Regions from separate parts of the Mus musculus genome. Here region 1 is linked to region 2. A link is a contact called in public HiChIP or PLAC-seq data. All regions are on one chromosome and are shown on one strand. Each heading gives the region's core, a stretch centred on a gene start, on an enhancer-like site or on the middle of the called end of the contact. The rest is flanking DNA. Distances are from core to core; before and after follow the strand shown.

Region 1 (6,476 bases), core at 591-3,090, 310 kb after region 2:
CCATTGCAGAGTTCTCTCTTCTATAGTCATTTTTGCTAAGCATAGCTGTCAATACAGTGCATGTGCAGGTATGCACCTGCTATGGCACATGGGTGGAAGTCACAGGACAAAGAAAGTTAGAGGTCACGCACCAAATACTCTTTCCTGAACCTTCTGCTGTACTCACTGCAATCGATGTACATTCACAGAGAAATGTCCATGTTAGTGGCATTCTGATGAGAGACATGGGGTAGCACAGTGGATATGGCATAACACTAGACTCCCCTCATACTCTCCTACCCTGGTGTCCTCCCTTCCACAGACCTAGAAATCATGGAGCCAGTGACGGTTGACTAAAGCCTGTAAAACTGTGAACCCAAATGGCTCATTCCTCCCATAGGTGACCTCTCTTAGGTGTCCCTCACAGCAACAATCTAACACATTACACGTGGGTAGAGAGGAGCAGGTGACAATTCGGGTGCTGTTTCTCAGATGTCCTCTTTCTCAGACTGTTCTTGGGATGAATACTTGAGGAAGGGAAGGAAGCAAGATCACTATGATCAAATGCCAGACAGAAACAACTTAATTGAAAACTTCATTCTGGTTCACAGTTTCAGACGGTCCTTTCTCCTATCCTTTTTACCCAGGGTGAGGAGACAAGTATTCAAAACACCAGACCATGGAGAGCATTTTATGTTCAACCCGTAACCCTGACCTGAACCTGCTTCAGGAATGGTTGAACTGGGAGGTCAGTTGATGTCAGCAGGTGTCCTTCCATTTCTTGGCTCAGTCTCAGCTACATGTGACGGTACAATGGGACATTATGAAGAGAGAACACAGAAGGGACGTTATGAAGAAGGAGCAGAAAGAGGACATCTGAGAAACAGCATCTTTTGGACATGACAGGGCACTTCATGCAGGAAAACATATACACTGTGGGTATTTGCTACTCAAAATCCCAGCATGGATGGGGGAGGAACTCACAAAGCCCCGCCCCTAGCTGAGGTGAAATTGGCTGTTGATGGCATCTTGGGGGAGGGAGGGTCAGTTTTCTTCAAGGCTGTGGCCACTGGTAAAGTGTTCATGCTTCAGAGATGGCTCAATGCCTATGCCCCATGGGCACAACTAATTGGACCCAGTTGATTATAAAAAGAACATGAAATTGGGAAGACGAATATTGTGGTAGGGGGTCTAGGAGGGAGAAATTGTAAGATGGGTAGGAAGTAGATACAATCAAAGTACATTGTATACACATGAAATTCTCAAAGAATATACATATGTATATATGTATATATACATACATATACATGAATATTCATATATTCATATATACATATGATGGGATGGCAACTATAAATAACAGCTCCAACCTGGACAGTGGCCTTCACTTTCAGGGCCAGTGGGTAAGTCTAAGACATTTCCAGAAGTACAGAGAAAATTTGGCTCTTTTAACTTTAAAAAACATAGTGTTTGTTTGTTTTTTGTTTATTTGTGTGTGATTTATGTGCATTTATTGGGTGTCAATGTGTGTAGTCATATATGCCACAGTATATGTGTGGAGGCTGAAGGACAAGCTTAATTTTCTTCCACATTGTTTAAGACAGGATCTCCTGTTCACTGGTCTAGCTGGCTAGCACCAGGGATTCGTTTGTATCTACTGGGGTTTTACACACACACACACACACACACACACACACACACACACACACACACACAAAACCTCACTTTGCTTTTACATGGGCTCTCAGGATTCAAACTCAGGCCCTCACCTTTGTACAGTAAACACTTTACTCTTGGAGCTACCTCCCCTGGCCTGGTTACTTTTCATTAGCTCTGATTGGATCACATGGCTACTCTATCAATGACATCTGAGTTCAATAGATTGTTGAACCTTGGCTTGAGTCATAGGGGAGGCACAGGATCCACAGCTTCTTCAGAGCTGGACAGGATCCCTTAAGGAGGGAATTGGGACACACACTGAATACCAGGCAGCAAAATCTGCAACATTCTTCCCATTGAGCTGTTGTCATTTCATGGTAGCATTGCTGGGAAAGCCAGCCACTGGCACACTCAAGAGAAGAGATGCATGAATATACAGCCTTCTTTCTCTAAATAGAACATCGTCTATGCTACTGAAGACAGGTGCTTGTTTAGCTTGTGCTGAGCACTCCCCAGACAAGAGGGTTGCAGCCATCCCTCCTGCTCTGGATTCTTGTGGGCTTAGCAATTTTCTTTAATGAGAAGCTGGGCTAGGGGCATTTATTATGGTGTAATGAGTGTGTTCAGAGGGAAATGAAAGGGCTGTGTTTGTTCATGTTCCTGAAAGTCAGAGCGATAAAAAGCAAGCAGTCTAGCTAGGCAGGGGTAGCACATGCCTTTAATCCCCACACTTGGGAGACAGAGGCAGGTGGATCTCTGAGTTAAGGGCCAGCCTGATCTACACAGAGAGAGTTCCAGGACAGCCAGAACTACACAGAGAAACCTGTCTTGAAAAAAAAAAAAAAACAAGACAAAACAAGAAACAGCAAGCAGTCTCATGGGTACTAAGTGAGAAAGAATTGTCTCATCTATGAAATGACTTTGGATAATATTAGCATCTCGCAAGATCTGTGGTTATATTATAACTCATCTTGTTTTTATTATGTACAATTCTGTTGGGCATTTGGAAACAAGAACTCATATGCTGTGTTGAGTTGCTGTGCGTTGGTGGGATTATATTGCATAATTCATATGCCACTTCCTATATTGTTAGTTCATACCCTTTATAGAAAGATAACGGCAAGAGGTTTCACTCCAATTTCTTACAACACATAAATTTGAGATAACTGGGCAGGGATCTTGTATCCTGAAGTTACCCATCCAATGCTCTTCTATGGGTCTTAAAGTTGAACAATGGGGGAGTCTAGCGACCCTTTGGAAATGGTGTGGGCCCTGGACTGGGACTGTTTTCATTAACAAAAAAAATCAATCCTTAGGGCTGGGAAGATGGCTCAGTGGGGAAAGCATGAGGACCAGAGTTCAGATTCCCAGCAGCCATATAAAAAGAGCTGAGTCCACCAGTGCATGCCTCTTAGTTCAGCACTGGGAAGGCAGAGGCAGGAGGATGTCTGCAATGTTGTTGTCTAGTCTTGCTGAAGTGATGATTTCCAGATTCAGTGAGGAACTCTGCTTCAGAAGTAGAGACTGATACAGGAAGACTTCTGATGTTAACCTCTGTGATGCAGGAAGACATCTGATGTTAACCTCTGGCCTCCTCATGCACTCACACCCATGGGCATCCTCTACACTCAAACACACGCATACCACACCACACATGCATGTAATGCTTTAAGCATCAGGTGTTGTGATGCCTCTGCAGTGAGACACCATCTCATCTCAGTGTGTCTGTTAATATTTTTAAAATGTGGCAGAAAAGAAACTCACACACGTGTGGTGGGAGTGTAAGCTAGTTCAACTGTCACAGAGAAGAATATGTATGCACCTCAAAGAGAGAAACCCAAAACAGAACTATCATGAATCGTTATTCAACCGTTGCTGACATAGCCTAAAGAGATGAAATTAGCATATTAAAAACATACCTGCACCAAACTATCATGATTTATTATATTCAACTGCTGGTTACATAGCCCAAAGACAAAAAAAATTAGTATATTAAAAACATACCTGCATAGCTGTGTTCATGTGACACTATTCTCAGTAGCTATGGAAATAGCCTGAGGGCCTGTCAGTGGATGAATGGTAAAGAAAATATGATATTCATAAACAAAGAAGTCCCATTCATCCATGGATATAATGTCCTGCCGTCTGCAGCGAGATAGAAAGTGAATATATTATGCCACATATTCCTTCTCATAGCTGGAAGCTAAAATGCCAGCTTCATGTAGAACATTGACTATTAGAGCTCCAGGAAGTGTAGATAAAGGGAGGCTGGGCTTGAATAGAACACACTGAGCAACATTAATACACATTCATCAAAATAGAGTATCATCAATAAAGGACATTATTATGATAACCAGTATTCAGAGGAGATTGTGTATACCCATTCCCCAGACAAAAAAGTAATGATTAGAACTTGGCCAAAGTATGTAAGATCAGCACTAAGCATTGGGAAAGATAGAGCCTAGTTTCTTTGTTCCACTATACTGCCAGAATTACTATACTGGAGAAACTTATGAGTCTTTCATCTAGGTAGTTGGTACCTTAAGTCAGAGGGACTCATGACTTGTACCATGCCACTCAAAGACTCTCTGGTATGAATGGCACCCAGAGACATGGTGCCTAGCACCCTCAGAGTTCCTACTCAACATCTGTCCATCTAAAACCCCAAGCCCTGGAGCTGGGGAGATGGCTCAGTTGATACAGCGCTTGCTTGCTACAAGCATGAACTAAGTATGAGCCACAGAGACTACACAAAACAGCCATGTGGAGACGTGAACTTGTCATGTTCTGGGGAGGTGGAGACATGCAGATCCCTGGAGCTTGTTGGCCAGTAGCCTAGCCCAGCTGGCAAGCTCCAGGTCAGTGAGAGAAGCTTCCTCAAAAAAAAATCAAGGTTTATCTCCGGAAGAACAGTATCCAAGGTTGACCTCTGGCCTCCATGCACTCCCACCTGCACAAGTACATGCACATCAGCACCCACACACATAAACACAAACACATGTACATAGAGATACAGGACACACAGGAACACATAAATTCCATACCTCAGCTCTTACCTTCTCCCCTCCTTGGTTTTTTGAGATAGCATCTCCCTGAGAGTCCTGGCTGTCCAAGAGCTCACTGTGTAGACCAGGTTGGCCTTGAACTCACAGAGATCCTGCCTGCTCAGTTGCTGAGATTAAAGGTGTATGCCACCATGCTGGGCCCAATCTCCATTACTTAGGACTTGGTTTAAATGTTTCTGCTTTTAATCTCATGTGAATTCAGATTTACAAAAACTTGCCACTGTAAATTAACTCGTATCTTCACATTCTCTCTGCTTTGTTTCTGGGGCTGGAATTTAGGAAGAAGAACCCCATCAAGAGCCCCAGTGTCCTGAGTTGGAACAGAAGATGCTATCAGGTACAGTACGGTCATCGTGGCTTGTCTTCGGCTGGCTGCTGTTACTTACAGCTGGGCTTGGCTCTGCCAAAAGATTTGTGGGTGACAAAGGCAAATCTCCCTGTTACAGATGGTTGGAAACAAGGCTAGAAGTGTTACTAGAGATGAGGTCCAGGCAGAACACCTGGCCAACAAAACACATCGTACTACAAAAATAGCTTGTCCCCATCCTTGTCCTCTTTCTTGCACTAGTAACATTTATGGATGAGGCGGTACTTAGAAGGGAGACTGTGGTGATGATGGTGATAGTATAGATGGTGGTGAAGAAGGATTTCAGAGTCAGGAATAAAGATAAGGAGTCTGTGAGATCCAGAGGGAAAGGAGGACACTGGGAAAACAAGGCCCTCTAAAGCAACATTACTGATGCTCATATGAACTCAGAGACTGATGCAGCATGCATAGGGGCTGAACAGGGCTGCACCAGGTCCTCTGTGGATATAAGACGGCATCCAACCTAATGTTTCCTACGGGATCCCCAAGGGTGGGAACAAGTGATTCTTGGGATCTTTTATTTTCTTTATTTGTCTTGTCCAACTTCGATGTGATAGTTTTTGTTTTATCTTGCTATATTTTATTGTTACCCCTTAGAAGCTTGCTTTGTTTTTCTAGTGAGAGATAGAAAGGGAGTGGATCTGGATGAGAGGGGTGTGAGAAGGAACTGGGCGGAGTAGAGGGAAGAGAAATGTAATCAGGATAAATCATGTGTTGGGGGGGGGTCCTATTTTCAATAAAAAGAAAAGGAGAGTAGTTGTTTACTGAAATCCTTATAATTATCTTGGGAGATGTTATTTGGATCCCTTGGCTGTTTTTCTTCTAAATGTTAGTGTGGAGTTAAGCCTGTAGTTTTGCTGAAGTTATTTATTTCATAATGGGCAGGGCTTATGTGGAAACAAACAAATGATGAGAAAGTTTATAACTTCAGACTGTAGCCAGTGATGATCACGAGAAGCAATGGTTGGAAAAATAAACGTTAGTGGGGAAGACTTAAACAGAGTAAAAGCTAACTCTCAAGACTCCCCGCCTTTGTTTCCTAACAACCACTGTGTTTTGTATGACTCAGTATTGAAAGATGGCTCCAGATATGAAGGTTGCTAGAAGACGCTTATCAGTTAGTAGAAATCAGGCAGTAAAGGTTACAAAAATCAACATGATAAAGGAAAGATGAAGCAAAATCAGAAAAAGAAAAGTAGTCGTCTTTGGCATGATGGAGGAAAAGGTTAGCTATTAGCCAGCCATGGCATCTTCTACTATATGTATTTGTTTATGTATGTGTTCATGTCATTGAGCATGTGGGGTGGTCAGCGTGCAGCTTGCAGGACTTGGTTCTCAGCATCTACCATGTAGGTCTCGGGGATAGAACTCAGGCTTGGTAGCAAGTGTTTATGCATTGGGCTATC
Region 2 (6,452 bases), core at 3,634-6,133:
CTCTTTGGCAATTATTGCACTCATTTTTATGTCTTATACAAATTGAATTTTCAGGTTAGAATTTTGTCATGGGCTTATTTATTATTTACCTCATGAGGAAACTGTTAAAACCATTCCTTTAGAGATTTGTTTATTGCACATTGCAGTTGTTATAGAACTTTAAATACACTAATAGTTAACGGTGATGTCTTCATAAGTTAAGCACATGAGCAGTTGGTATTTTAGAGAATTAGTAGCCAGAGCAACTGCTTGGATATAAAATAACTGTTAAAACCAAATGTAAAAGCAACAATCTCAAGTTACACTGCCCTATGCTCTCTGTATCCATATTGTGCTGTAAGGTTTCTTCCCTTCAGAAACAGGAAATTTGTCAGCAAGTGGAACAAAGTGGTACAGTCCATAAGTTCATCCAAAACTTGGGATGAAAAAGTTTTGCTATCCCACTCACCTCCTAAATTCCACAATGACTTCCAGACAGAGTGGATTAGTAAAGTCCTGACAGCTCCACTCCCAGCCAGAAAGACCCATCACTGTCTTGTCTGTCCTCGTGCCACATGTCAGCTAAGTACTGCTGTAATAAGTTCTGGCTTAGGTTTTGTTTTTAGAGTTGTTAGCTTTGATTTTTGTTTGTTTTTGGTGCTGGGGATCAAGCCAGGGATAGTATGTGCTGGTAAGCACATATTCTGCCATAGAGCTCTGCCCCTAATGTACTCTTGATAGATGTTATATATTACAAGGAAACTGATGATGCGCAGGGAGAGAATTCTTATGAAACAACCTTATCAGGCTTTTGTTCTGTATCAATTAAGCCTTTCTCCCAAGCCTGCCTTGATGCTTACCTACAAAGAAAGCCAAATTACCACAAAGTAAAAATGACATGCCGCTCTGAAGGCAGTGTACTGCTTAACATTTAGTGTCTCTCTCTCTCTCCGTTGCAACTGAGGACTTTCTTCAGTTGCTTCACCCACCTTGCTAGACCATGTCTGTGGCCCATTTTCCAAGTTCGGTAGAGAAATGTTAAGTGCTGTAGGAAACTGATGTTCTTGCAAGCAAGCATTGTACCAGCCTTTAAAGCAGTGAATTTATATGCGCATGGACATTAGTCTTAATAAACTTTGGTTTTGTTAATCATTGTTTTGAGTGTTTTCTGTACTTCATCTGCCCCACCCAAAGAGAAAAGCACCTCCATGCAGGATCCTAAGAATATATGTAAGTTTTGATTTTATTTCTTTCAGTGCTCATTTAGACATTAGACATAGTGACAAGTCATACAAAACTACTTGGAAATGGACTTTTTACTTTTGGGTGGTTTTCTTATCTTACTAGGGTTGGGAATGAGCTTTTTTATTTTAAGGGGTTGTAATGTTGCAGCTGAAGCTTGTCCACCTTCAGCAAGCTTCCTCTTACTAAGTTTTGTAAGGTCATCAAATGACGTGTCCAAAATCTCGTTGTCCTGGCTTTCCGAGGGTTCAGTCTCTAAACTGTCTGTGGGACCTTGGGTTCTGTCTGGAAGCCATGGCACGTTTAAGCTGGGCACCCTGGGAATGATGGCTTCTACTTCATCAGCAAAGTCCCTGGTGTTCTTTCTGAAACCCAAGGCTAGCACACATTTTAAGCCAATGACAGGAGCAATTCTCTCGCTGAGCTGAGGTACCTGACAGGCAGGAACAGTTCTGCTTAGACTCAGCTGAATCAGGTGTGAGGTGATGATGGCAGGCTTGACTGACTTACACACTAGAACCAGGAGCAGTTCATTCCTCTCCAGAGCTCTGGTGACTTCATTAACACCAATGACCAGCTGTTTCCTGACGTGTACAGGTGTCCACCCTGACACCAGCACATCCCCATCAGGCTCTTTTGGATCCTCGCTAATCTCAATATCTGGCCGGCAACTTTGCTTTTTCATAAGAGCTGTTTTTTTCCTTTTCTTCTTATCTTCAATTTTCTGAAGTCCAATCAATTTAAACTTGGCTTCGAGAGTCTGTAATATAAAGTGTATGTCTTCTCTCTCCAAGGTGCTCCAGGAAATAACATAAGGGTTGTTTAGTGATGTTTTTACAACCAGAGGTCTAGTCTTCCGAATAGATCCCCTCTTTGGTGCCTGAGGGGCTGCAGCCATCTTGAAAACCCTTTGGAAAGAAACAAAATGATGAAACTCCTGTCAGCAATGCATGTCTTGAGAACATTTTGGTTATAGTCTCCAGTCTCTGTTGTTTTGTTTTTTATTCCAGGCTGATATGCTACAGCAAGTCTAATTATATGGGCCCAACTAGATAACCAGTCAGAGAATTTCTGTGGCACAAGGAAGACTTAATTCTCCCTATTTTTTCATGATGCTCAACAGGCAATGTGAGAGTGACTGGTGTTAATCTTACAGATTTGTGAGCATCTTCCAAACTCTAATTGGAATTCCACTCATTTATTTTAAAAATGTTAAAGACATTTATTAGGTTTGGGGTCATAGCACATGTGGTCAGAGGACAGCTCTATTAAAATGGTTTTCTCCATGTGAGTCTCAAGGGAATGAACTCAAGTCACAGGCTTGGTAGTAAATGCCTCTTCCCTCTGAAACATCTTGCCAACCCCTCATTCATTCATTTATAAGCATACTTACTGAGTTACTGCAGTGGGCAGATGGTGTTCCAGACACAGATGCTGGTGGGCTCTGAAGCCCCTGTGTCTGCCCACACAGAGCTTAACCTTCTGTAGTCTCTGAAGTTCATAATGAACCAGGTCAGATTTTAAGAAGCAAAACCGTAGTAATCTGTCCATGGCTAAAACTTTAAGTCTCCCTCCTCTCATGATTCCCAAGTCCCTAAAACATTTGAAACATGCAGGCCCATATTTTCCCTCTCACATGATTATAAGATGACTGCTTTGGCGGGCAATTTCATGAAAAATAAAAAAAATATGAAATTCAGAGATTAATCCATTAGGGAGAAGTAAATGGGCTGCGCTCCTTCCAAAAGCAAATCCGAAACAAAACACTGTTATTTGTTCTTCCTATAATAATTAACCTTACAGACAAGTTAGGACGTTAACTGCTCTCTTGTCGGGCATTCATTCATTTAAACCCTGTTTATCCTTCCCAAAGGCAACTGTATACCTCTGCTCTCAGTTGTCTCCTTCTTAGAGTTCATCTGAGAACTATGAAGACCCAGTTGACAAACTTCAAATAAGTCCCCCCTGCTTAAGGTTCCTCTAATTCAGGGCACTTTCTCCACGCATCTTGTTCCTAACAAACTTACAGAGTTCCCTGGCATGGATTAGGAAGCAGACTCACTGTACAACTCACAGCTAGTTTTTCTAAAGACTTCTTTTAATCATGGATCTATCTTAGAAATAACCTGTGGTTTTTAAGAACCATCAGATGGCTGACTCACCCTAGAGCTTACTGAGCTGGAATTTCTGGGAGTCAACTGTGCCACAGGTGCTGGTAAAAAGCTGCCCAACATTTGGAGATGTTGATGTGAGGCAGGTGGCATCTCCAGACTGCACGGCCTTTGGAGATGGTGTTGCACTCACTCCCAGTAAGAGCTGCAATCTTGATTCTGTCAGTGCTGCCCACTGCTACAGACACTGGCTATAGCTGCTTCCATAATAACTGCTTCCATCAATCCCCATGAGCTGCATGCTCCTCACAAGCTAAGAGATTCAAGAACAGGTCGTCCAAATCTATCGAGGTGACCAGCAGCTGGTAGCTAGCTTTGAGTAAAATGACCAGGAAGCAAGGGACAAATGGTCCCACCACAACGCTTGCCAAACTGCAAGTCAGCTACTGTCCCTGCCTAGCATGGGGGACACTCACAGATGCTCTGCAACCAAGGGATTGCAAGATTGGGATGTATGTCTCTGATTCACAAAAACCTGGAAGGGGAGATGAAAAAAAGAACCAAGCCTACATAAGATGACCGCCATGCAATACTAATTTTTAAAATGCTGAATATTAACAGGTTCACAGAGCTTGATCAAGTACCTTGCCAACTATGTCTGCAAGCTGCTACTGCCTACAGGACCAATTACAAACTCAAAATGTTTACTCCCATTTCTCAAGCATTTCTCCTTTCACTCATCACCCATATTACAGATTCTGGCTATTTAATGAGGCCTCTGGTTTCTCATGTCCTTATTCAACGTACACTGTGCCTGGTAGAGCACTTACATACATTTTTTTCTATCAAATTATTATGAATTATCCTTGCTGTTGCAGGCCATTAGGCATTGGGCAAAGCAAAAAGCTTCTGCGAGTAATAAAAACGGCTCACTCTAAAGCCAGAGTAGTGAGGTTATCTTGAGGAACAGGCCTTAGTTGAAGTCTCTGGAGAAAACGACCATTAACCAACCGCAATCTAAAATATTCCTCCTTTGAAGGAATTCTTTAGATAGCCCAAGAAGGAAGCGGGCAGTGAGGGATTACAGAAGAACATTAAAGTTCAGTATCGCCCGAACAGAGATGCTGGAGTTGAAGATACTGGGTAAGGACAAGATGGTGACTCTAGAGCCTTTCAAGAAGGGCGGCGCGATTAGAATCGCGTCACAGAGACCTTGATTTGGGAAGAGACCCTAGAAAGGCTGTCAGCAGCAGAGAAGCTCCCGCGGTCTCGGGAGGACGAAGGGGTACCCGCATCACACAACACGACGGAAGGAAACCCCCGAAGGCAGGGATCGGCTGAGACCAGCCGGAAAGAACCTCAGGGAGAGCGGGCTCTGGATGACCCCCACCCCGCGGTGACCCGGGTGCCCACGGGCCGGGACTCGAGCCACAGGCACGCACGCGCCCACCTGAGCAGAAGCGCCCCGCGGAGACCACGTGACGGATCGCTTCACTACAGCAACTCGGTCACTACCAGGAACCACTGCGCCCGCTCCACGTGCGCCTGCACTGAGCGTGCGCAGAACACGAGCTCCGCCTACCTGCCTCTGCATTACGTCACTCCCAGTCAGGGACGTCAGGCGTGGTGTGTGGACTAAACCTGGCACAGCACTGCGCAGGCGTGTATTCTGTCTCGCGAGAGTCTGTGGTTGCTGTAGTAACCAGCCTCTCCCTTCTGACTGGTCGTCCAAAATGACGATGCGGAACAGCTCGGTTCTGTGAGAGGTTCGTCTCTCCTTTTGGCTCTCCATTTTTAGCCCAGTTGCTTCTGCCTTGCTGTCTCTTTTTGTTCTGGGGATACAAAACTCCAGCCCTTATAGCCACCCATTCCCCTGCACGCGTCCCTGGGAGAGGCTGGTTACTACAGCAACCACAGACTCTCGCGAGACAGAATACACGCCTGCGCAGTGCTGTGCCAGGTTTAGTCCACACACCACGCCTGACGCCCCTGACTGGGAGTGACGTAATGCAGAGGCAGGTAGGCGGAGCTCGTGTTCTGCCACGAAAATCAAATAAATAGGGGTTATAGGGTTGCATGTACTTAGAGATTATGTGTAGAATCTTGGGCACACTGAAAGGAAAATAGGGGCTGCATTTAGTTCCACAGCAGTACTCCAGAGTACTCCGGCAATAGCTGTTGTGCCTTCTGACAAACGGAGACAAAAAATAAGAAAGGTTATGAAACAAAATCACTGGAAAGTTACAACTGGTAAGCAGTGGAATAATGTACTAAAGATTAAAAATTACGCACGCCTTTAATCCCAGTACTCGGGAGGCAGGCGGATTTCTGAGTTCGAGGCCAGCCTGGTCTACAAAGTGAGTTCCAGGACATCCAGGACTATACAGAGAAACCCTGTCTCAAAAAAACAAAAAACAAAACAAAACAAACAAAAAAAAAAGGCAGGAGAGATGGCTCAGCGGGTAAGAGCACTGACTGCTCTTTCAGAGGTCCTGAGTTCAAGTCCCAGCTCACAACCATCTGTAATGGGATCCAATGCCCTCTTCTGGTGTGTCTGAAGACAGCAACAATGTACTCACATACATTAAATAAATAAATAAATAAATAAATAAATAAATAAATAAAAATTACTTGACAGGAATTACTTTCTGTTCTTATGAATTTGGGAGGATTCAGGTCCTTCTCTTTATCTTCCTCTTTTTTCTCGGTGTTTTCATTGCTCATTTTAGACTAACATATAGGATCTAGCTTCTACGTTTCCATTATTCACCACCTATTGAACATTTAAACAGAACAAACACTGTTGCTTGTGGTCAAAGATTGTTGAAGTTTTTACAGGAAAAGCGTGCTGTGGTTTCTATCACAAGTAGATGAACTAGATTAAGTTCGGTCGAGTTTTGACTGTGCCATATAAGACGTCCTTTACTATTACCCGCAGTCATGTAGCGCTAAAGACAAATCGCGATGGTAGAATTGAAATACTAAAGGTTCACATAAAATCCTGGCTCGTGGAAGACTGAGACAGGAGGCTGCAGACTGGGCCTTCGGGGCCAGAACTTGCACACACCATAACAGAAAAATAAATAAATAAATAAATAAATAAATAAATAAAAATAAAAA

What was found. HiChIP or PLAC-seq counts read pairs in DNA pulled down with a chosen protein or histone mark.
Region 1: a contact with region 2 is called in an H3K4me3 HiChIP or PLAC-seq map of bone marrow-derived macrophages, with 3 times the contacts expected there. The contact joins the enhancer-like site here to the promoter of Rpp38 in region 2. A contact is called at or near these places in 1 of 39 promoter capture datasets (hippocampal neurons) and 3 of 115 datasets of contacts at active chromatin or transcription factors (CD8 T cells, bone marrow-derived macrophages and memory CD8 T cells).

Annotation. Positions count from the first base shown.
Region 1 is chr2:3,643,246-3,649,721 of GRCm38.p6, forward strand. It overlaps LOC108168726, which reads left to right. Exons shown (of 5, transcript XM_017319361.1): 2 at 4,983-5,040. Among named protein-coding and RNA genes, the nearest start is that of Fam107b, 67 kb to the right of the region's middle. Within about 2 kb of position 1,841, at least 18 of the 459 cell types and tissues checked have an H3K27ac peak or open chromatin away from gene starts, as enhancers often do. A contact at or near this core is called in bone marrow-derived macrophages, where this site is marked.
Region 2 is chr2:3,327,745-3,334,196 of GRCm38.p6, forward strand. Rpp38 (ribonuclease P/MRP 38 subunit) reads right to left here and starts at 4,884. Exons shown (of 2, transcript NM_001013376.2): 1 at 4,783-4,884; 2 at 1,205-2,129. The coding sequence starts at 2,119. The coding sequence ends at 1,277. It overlaps Nmt2 (N-myristoyltransferase 2), which reads left to right. Exons shown (of 14, transcript NM_008708.2): 14 at 1-1,133. It also overlaps a transcript of Acbd7 not described here.